2 separate regions of the Rattus norvegicus genome follow, and region 1 is linked to region 2. Evidence: chromatin contacts called from public Hi-C data. All regions are on one chromosome and are shown on one strand. The core of a region is the stretch at or near the end of the contact, and the rest is flanking DNA. Distances in the headings are between cores, read along the strand shown.

Region 1 (4,140 bases), core at 1,314-3,813, 190 kb after region 2:
GTAGACCTGGACAGGGGGCTGGAGACAAGAGGAGGAGGGGAGTGAGGTAGCTAAGCCAGGAACAGAATCACTCCTAAGCTAAGACCACGTTCCCACTGCCACACCATTTAAATACTTCACCAAGGGGCAGCCTAAGTGAGAATTCACAAACCAGGGATGACTCCCTGGCCAGGACCTGCCCTAACTTTGGAGGGGCAGGGAAGGCAGTGTCCCGTGTCCCTCCCAGCCTCCCTGCCTGCAACTGTTATGGCAAGCTTTTGCTTTCTTTGACCTCATGACCCCAGTGACAGTGCTGTCCTTAAGCACAGGAGTTTACTTAGTACCATGGCAGGCAGTTGTGAAGGTAAGCGGAGGGGGACAGCGTGTAAGAAGTGCAGGCGTGCGTCCCCATCATGGTAATGGTGTTTTATGAAGTTCTCGGGAGGGATAAAATGGCTCCACCCACAGAGGATGAAGGGATTTGGTGGTGTTAGGAAGTGTAGTGTGTACTGCTGTTAGTCCCATCTCACGTGCCCCAGAGCATTCTGCCTTGCTAGTCCTGAGGAGAGTGTGAGTGCAGTGACTGACCCAGGTGTCAGAGAGCACACGGCAGCCCAGAGTATCCTTACATTCTGCCATGCATGAACGAGTAATAAAGGATTACAAAACAAATGCACACACAGCCACACTCCAATCCGAATTCCGTAAGAGGGTGGAGCTGCCTGCATGGGGGTCAGTCAGACTCCTGGTTTAAAAAGAAAAGGGGTGTTGGGGATTTAGCTCAGTGGTAGAGCGCTTGGCCCTGGGTTCGGTCCCCAGCTCCGAAAAAAAAAAAGAAAAAAAAAAAAAAAAAGAAAAAAAAGAAAGAGGCCAGCAGACCTCTGCAATGCTCAGTCAGACTGTTGTTGGTGCCTGGAACAGTACCTGTCAGTGTTGACTCTACTTGAGGGAAAAAAGGTGCAGACTGCAGGCATACCTCACTGCTGCCAGAGTCAAGAGGCAACACAGAGTATCGACTATGTTAGAATCTGGGTACTTTACTTTCTTTTGTTACAAATAGCTCCTTCATAAAAAGAGAAGGAAAGGCTAGCTTGTCTATGGAGGAATACTAGAAAAAACAATTTAAGATTCTTTTATACATACCCTGTGTGTGTGTTGTCATCACCAGCCTTTACCGACTGAGCCCTCTTGCTGGCCCAAACAAGTACATTTTAGAACATTAAAGACTAGGGTTGAGCCCACCCTATGTGACAGGCACCTGACAGCATCCCCTGCATCCCAGGCAGTCGTTTGAGAACTGCTATCCTTGCAGACCAAGTTTAGTAATCGCACACACACTTCACGGTGTTTCTGTTCAACTCACTCCCTCACTGCTTTCCAACCACCCCCCCCCCACAGACAAATGCAAGCTGACATACCCTTACAAGCTTCGAAAAGGGCCTGACCACAGATGTGCTGAAACTCCGCACCTTTAGAACAGAAGAAAATAGATGAGACAGGGTTTCTGCATTAGCTTAGCAATAGGTTAAAATATTCCAATCAAAGAGCTGCATAATTCTTTTACATTATCGTCACAAAGCTTACATGACTGGGAACTGCTCCTTATTACCTATACATTCCCTATTGAGAGTCACCCCAAACTGCTTCAGAAACTGTCTTTCAACTGCCTTCCTCCCTGGGTAGTTGAGAAAGAAAATGCTAGCTTCTCAAAATTGAATTTAAAAAAAAAAAAAAAAAAGTCAAGAGCTTTATCACATTTGAGGAAAATGCTTTAGCAAAGTGGAGGATTTATATTTCTATCACCTTTGGGAAAAACTTTAATGAACATAAGAGGAGGCCAGCCTTGATTCGAGTAAACCTATGTGCTAAGGAATTGAAGTGATATCAAACACCAAAGATCTTTTCATATAGCACCAGGCACTGAGTCTGTCACTGGAGAAGCCTGGAATGCCATTTAAAAAGCACCTCTCAAGGGCACAGGTCACTGTCTATACTCCCATCTCTAGGGTGTACTCGACTAGAACTGGCTATGAGGGTTAAAAAGCTTTCTCAGGCCTTGATAAAAATTATGAATTAAGTACAAATTAAAATCATCAGGGCAGATGATCCACCCAATTCCAGTTTCTGCTGGACTTGGCCCGTTGCAATCTCACCACTTACTGGCTGCCAGCCAAAGAAGAGGTTTAACCCTTTCTTCCTTCTTTATAAACACATGGAATGCGCTTTACGAACACTCAATACTGCCAAGCAGCAGCTAGCCCTGGCAGGTTTACGAACAAGGCTAGACGTGTGCTTTCCCCAATTCTCTCTCCCATGCTTTTGCCAGCTGCTCAGCTATGCATCGACTCTTGGATGTCAAGGTCAAGATAGCGCAATTCGTGCCCACTCCCCACGGGGGAAAAAACGCGAATCAGCCCCACGCTTCCTGAAATGGCCGGGCCCCACGACCCTGGTGGGCGGCTTGACCCCTCAGCCACAGCCTCACACGCAGCGCTGGGAGTCGGGGACCGGGAACCCCAGGAGGGACCCTCCCGTCAGCTTCTACCTGTCGGGACAGCACGGATGTTGCTGGTGCGGCCATCTTTTCCCGGGCAGCTGTAGGTCAAACCCAAGTAAGAGACTAGTGATGCCAGAGCGCATGCGCGCGTCGGCGTGATCGCTCGGTTTTCTGGGAAATGAACGCACCAGGAGCCGGGGCGTGTGGGTAAGAACCTCTTGCACGCTGGGAGTTGTAGTCCATAGGTGCCGTGGTCCCGCTAGACTCTTGAACCCGAACAAGATCGGAAAATTAAATCTGAAACTAGGTTTACATTTAGATTCTTTGCATATGCATCGTCAACATCTCTGCCATGTCTAGAACCTGTCAAAGTGTGGTTCTGTGACAATGCTTCAGGCTTTACTTAAAACAAAAAAACCACAAGCGAATCTCCCAGGGGATAACGTCTTGCTTGGCTCTTCTGGCCTGATAGTTTTCCCTTTCCTTCTCAGTCTTATCATAGCCCTGACTTGTTAGATTTTGACTCTGTGTGCATTTCAGGACAGAGTTAATCCAGAACTAGAATCAGGGTTTAATCAAAGATGATGTAGAAAGTTAAAAACCCAGCACACCTTGGCCGGTTTTTCTATATTCATTTTCAACACACACACTCTTTTCCGCAATTAAAAAAAAAAGGTCAACATCCGACGACAAGGTTCCCGGTTGTAACGCGGTGTTCTGTGCTAAATTTAAAAGAAAAAAACAAAACAAAACAAAAACCCCCCTCTGCTTAGATGTAGTATAGGAATACATTTTAGTTGATTGGTCATTTTTAATATATATGTATGTATGCCTATGTATAATCATCATCATCATCACCATCACTGTCATCAGGAGAAAAGTAGGAGAATACACCCCCTTCTTTTCAACCACCCTGAGTCTTGTGCTGTTAACACAGTTGGGAATTGTTTACCCAAATATTTTTAGTCGGCAGACTGCCCAGGCTTGAATCTTTAGAGTTTTGTGACCTCGGCCTCTAAGCACACAATTTCCCTGTGCCTCAGTTTTCTGAGCTATAAAATCGTTATTCATAGTATTGTAGACCATTGCCTTACACTGTGTTGGGAAAATTAACATATTTTGGGTGCATAGAGCAGTTGACAGTTCTTTATTTTGTGTTTGTGCTTTTTATACATGCAGATATATATAATTTAGCAAAATATATAATTTTGCTTTTTACCTTAATATGAGGGAAGATGGATAGAAAATTATATGGGTTGCAAATACATTCCTTTAAAAATGGTTTTATGTGTATGCGTGTTTTCCTTCATGTATTTATGTGCACCATGTGTGCCTGTTGCTTGAGAGTCCAGAAAAGGACTTTGTGTCCCTTGGAGCTGCAGTTAGAGATGGTTGTGAGGTGCCAGGGGACGTTTTTGGAACTGAGCACAGGTCCTTCACAGGAGCAGCCAGTGTCCTTAACTGCTGAGCTGTCTCTCCAACCTCAGGAATACATTTTGTATGAGCAAATGTCTAAGTTATGGCATTTTTATAAACGTGCACAGCTGCAGAGTAACATCCATGTTGATTCTATGACTTAACCATTCTACGACTTTTCAACAGAATTTGCGTGGTTTATATTATTTTGTTCATTTAAAAAATCCTACATATCTGGGTATCTTTAG
Region 2 (4,606 bases), core at 1,904-4,403:
TTAAACGAGACAGTGCACCTTAAACAAACTAAGATGAAACACGCCTAGGATTTCTTACCTCAATTCTTTCCCTGTTGATATGGTAGGCTGTGGGAATGGCTGGCTGGAAAGGTGGAGGCCATTATCTCCAATACTGTTATTCAACATGGCCACTCGATATGGCAGAACAACAGAGCCTTATCCTGTCATTTACCTCTCTGAATTGGGCGACCAGGGCCAAGGGCAGAGAGTGTGTGAGGAATGGGGCCTTTCCGTTGAGGTGGCCTGGTCACGTGACACTGCGACACTCCACGTGGAGAGATGTGAACACGGAGACAGGTAATTGAGGGTCTTCCCTATCTCTTAGCCCTTCCCTCTCTGTCCAGTAAGAGAAGTTCCACCTATTACCATTACAGAAACCTGTATATGGTGACCTATTGGCCAGTTCATGATAGGGTCCTGAGGAAACATTTAGATGTAGAATACAAATTATAATTTGATTTTAGTATGTACTGAAAGTGAGAGAGGAGGTCGTTGGTGCTCCTCCCTCACCTCAGCAGTCCACTTCCTATCTTGGGAGTGCCATTTTTTTTTAATTCCACACTAACTCAGACACATGAATTTTCCTGCGTCTCTCCTCCTGGTGGCTACCAGGACACTCACCCAACTTATATTACGTCTTTCTTCAAAACTCTGATAAGAATGTTCTCCTTATGGGAAAACAAAGAACTGAAAGAGGAAACAACCTCCTCATAAAGTATATTATATAAAAATGGGAGATAATTACTTTGTGAAATATTATACTCTACCACGTATATTGAGAGTTCTCAGCTCAGTGTTGTAGTGGTCTACGAAGGCTATACAGCTAGCCAACCATGCTGGAGAGGCTGAGACCAGCCAGCCTGAACCAGCTATTGAGACAGGAAGACTTTGCCACAAATACAACTGGGAAATACCATGTCTGTGGCCCTTCCTTCTTTTTCACTACTTTGAGGCAGTCTCACTAAGTTGTCTAGGCTGGCCCTTAACTGCCAATCTACTGGGTGGGATTCCAGGCCTACACCACTAGGGGGAATACACTTGTCATCTCAGAGTGAGCCATTTTATTTTATGAGGTTTTTTTTTTTTTTTGAAGAATTATTTATTTTATGTGTATGAGTAGTACACCGTAGCTGTCCTCAGACACACTAGAAGAGGGCATCGGATCCCATTACAGATGGTTGTGAGCCACCATGTGGTTGCTGGGAAATGAACTCAGGACTTCTGGAAGAGCAGTTGGTGCTTTTAACCACTGAGCCCATCATTTTATGAGTTCTTAAGCCTTTCCCAGCCTCCTCCTCAAGGGAGGCTGGTACAGAGGCTCAGGAATCTCCTTCAGGTATTCATCTTTCCTCTTAATTAAGCAGCGTGGAGAATTTTAAATTAACAAATATTTTACCACGAATATCTTTGTTTGAGGCAGGGTCTCTCTATAAAGTCCTGGAACTTGCTCTGTAGACCAGGATAGCCTTGAATTCATAGAGATCTGATTGCCCCTGTATCTCAAGCATTAGGGTTAAAGGCATGTGCCACCATGCCTGGCCAGGCAGCTCGATTGTAATTTACAAAAACTTATAAAAAGTGTGTATGTATGGGTGTTTCGTTTGCATATGTGTCTGCATTTCACCTGTGTACCCTGTGCCCCTGGAGACCAGAAGAGGGCTTCAGACCCCCTGGAACTAGTTACACATGTGGTTGTATGGCTATGGGCCCTGGTCCTCTGGGAGAGAAACAAGTACTCCTATCCTGAGCTAGCTCTCCAGGCTTGGGCAGCTTGATTTTACATGGGGAATAATGTTTCAAATATGAGTGTCTCATCTCCTTCTACATGCTGACACAGAAGAAGGGATGCAATTAGTTAGAAAAAGTCAGTAATCATTACACACTGCAGTGGCTGATGTCTAAGATGTAGAACTCCCAAGACACAGGATCCCGCAATAGGATGCCGGGTGCTACAAGGACTGAGTATGCATTATGAAAGCTGGCTTCTAATAAATGTTACTCTTTCCTAGTATTTTTGTAAGCTCAGTCTTGTATCTTGAAAGTAGTTCCGAGCCCATGTAACAGAGTGGCAAGGGGATGGTCACTGGCAGTCACCTGAATAACATTGCTGAGTTTCTGCAATGGTCCCTTGTATCATCTGGATTTGTACGGCGGCTAATAGCCACAGGTGGCTACTAAGCGCTTGAGTGGTATGCAGTTAGGATGAAGGTATGCTGTGAGGGTAAAATGCACAACAGATCTGCAAGGCTTAGTATTTAAAGAACACACGGTCTCATTTAAATATCTGATTCTTTTAAAGGTTGAAATAATATGTGGAGAAACTGGTTTAAAAGGAACATAAAAATTAATTTCATGTGGTCTCTTTACACTGTCCAAATGTGGCTCCCAGGAAATCTAAAAGCACCTAGGTGCCTAGAACATTTTTCCTGGATTGGCAATGCAAAACTCAGCATCTACTGTGGACTGCCTATACTTGGGAGCTTGTTTAAGATGCCCATACTCAAAATATTCTTAAAAAAAAAAAAAACAACCCAAAAAACAAAAAACAAATGCAGACCATCAGGCCCAAATCCAGAATCAGTATCTGAGCCTCCTCATGACCCTGGGATAATTCTTTAGTATGGCTCAAGTATGGACTACTGGATGAAGCAGGCAATTCCTGACCCAAGGCCCCATTACTGTGAACACCCGTCCTTGCTTGCTTTAGGAAACCGCTTATTGGAAATGCCAAGAAAAGGGTAAGAAGGGTGACAAGGGAAGTAGTAACGGAGACAGCATCAGAAACAGTGGTAGGGAGAAGCTGGGGTGGGGAGGACTCAACTGAGAGAAAGGCAATTCTAGACCTTTGTCTACATAAACGCGGAGGATGAAGCAAAGACCCACAATCCAAACCTAGCCAGTGTCAGGAACTGTCCGTCAAATCTAGTATTACCCGCCCCTCAGCGGCCTCAGCCAAGCTAGGCCAGAGCAGGAGCAGCTCTGAGGTCGGCGTGTGATGCGAAGCACCAATCTCCCCAAGGTTAGACAACTCCTTCAGACGTTTCTCCATCTTTTGCCCAAAGTCCCATTTCACGAGACACATATCGTTCTTCCCTGGCTCACCTGGCTTGGAGCAACCTCAACCGCCAGCGCCTTCGCCGCCGCCACCTTCCCAGTCCTTCTGCAGAGAGCCCGCCTTCGTAGGTCCAAACAGTACTGCCATTGGTCGGACTGCCCGTCACTACCGCAGGATGACCGATCTGGGGGAGGCTGTGACGAGCGCCATAGCAACCGAACCCGGAACTACAATTCCCAGCATGCTCCTCCCTGTAGAGAGGCGAGTCATCCCAGGGACCACCAATACTTGGGAGAAGTTGGGCGTTGCCGAGATGGGTTCCGTTTTATGCAAATTAGAGTAAAAGGCCACACCCTTCCTCATTCCAACCGTACTCCCTACCATCTTTCTTCAGTCTTTGTCTCTGTCGCCTCTCGTTCCCACGTTCTTTCTGCAAAACCTTCAATTTAGTTAAATGTATGCTAGCTACTGTCGCGCATAGAAAAGAGCAAAGCGCCAAATCATGAAACAAAAATCTCCGTACGCATAGACCAGAAACCTCTAGTTATGCCTTCATGGGACGAGACAAGGACTGGGAGGAAAAAGGGTGCTTCCCGAACCACTTAATTGGTTTATCTCGCTGCCACTCTGTACACCTCCAATTCCTGTGGCTAGTCCTTTTTTCCCCAGTGGGCGGAGTCATGCGAACGAATGAGAAGGCGTGGTCTCGGCCGTCCGATTGGCAGGCGGTTATTCCCGCCCATCTATGGGTGGAGCGGAGGGCTGGCTGTGGGCGGAGGGGCGGCGGCGGAGGGAGATGAGGAGATAGGCGGGAGCGAGGGAGCGAAGGAGCGGAGGGCGAGAGGAGTGGAGCGGCACAGGGAGGGCGCGCAGCTTGGTTGCTCCGTAGTACGGAGGCTCGCGAGGGAGCATCCCGAGCGGGCTCCGGGACGGCCGAGAGGCAGGCGGGCGAGCGGGCGGGCGGGGATGGTGTGCGCGGCTGCGGACCCTGCGTTCCTCCGCGCGGCGTGCGGGCTGCACTGATTTGTGTGAGGGGCGGCCGCGCGCACCCGCCCGGAGATGAGGTGAGGAGCTGACGCGGGCGGCCTGGCGCGCGGGCGGGGGTCGGCGATGGCCGCCCGGGGTCGGGTCCAGCGGCCGGGCGCGCGTCCCCGCGGCCGCCGTCGCCGCTCTGCCTGGTCTTTCTCATCCTCCCGGGGGCGGCGGGGCGGGCGGGCCGCGGCGGTGGCGGCCGCGGGACGGGCTCCGGTGAATGGGCGTCCGCAGCCACTGCCGGCGCTCCCGAGGGGGCATCGCGGCGGGCGGTCCCTTCCACCGCTGACCCCTCTGCCCTCGGCCGCCGGAGGGTGGGGGGCCGGCCCGGCCTCCCGGGGATCCCGAGCTCGCGGGAGACGCATCGCGCCGCCCGCGGGTGCCCCCGGCCTCGAGTCCCCGGCTCATCCTTTTTCTCCGGCGCCTCCTTGGAATACCCTGTCAAGTGAAGGGCGGTCAATGCCGTTCGGGCCGAAGTGGTGCGGCCGGGGCTGGCTC

What was found. Hi-C and Micro-C count contacts between places; a contact is called where the count stands out from the background.
Region 1: a contact with region 2 is called in a Hi-C map of mammary epithelial cells, with 3 times the contacts expected there. The contact joins the promoter of Atp5po here to the promoter of Cryzl1 in region 2. A contact is called at or near these places in 9 of 12 Hi-C or Micro-C datasets (the A7r5 cell line, the Rat2 cell line, Schwann cells and 5 more) and 1 of 1 datasets of contacts at active chromatin or transcription factors (oligodendrocytes).

The regions. Positions count from the first base shown.
Region 1 is chr11:44,654,920-44,659,059 of GRCr8, forward strand. It overlaps Atp5po (ATP synthase peripheral stalk subunit OSCP), which reads right to left and starts at 2,564. Exons shown (of 7, transcript NM_138883.1): 1 at 2,525-2,564; 2 at 1,398-1,448; 3 at 1-18. The coding sequence starts at 2,560.
Region 2 is chr11:44,460,640-44,465,245 of GRCr8, forward strand. Cryzl1 (crystallin zeta like 1) reads right to left here and starts at 3,154. Exons shown (of 13, transcript NM_001013044.1): 1 at 3,124-3,154. It overlaps Itsn1 (intersectin 1), which reads left to right and starts at 3,908. Exons shown (of 39, transcript NM_001136096.3): 1 at 3,908-4,140.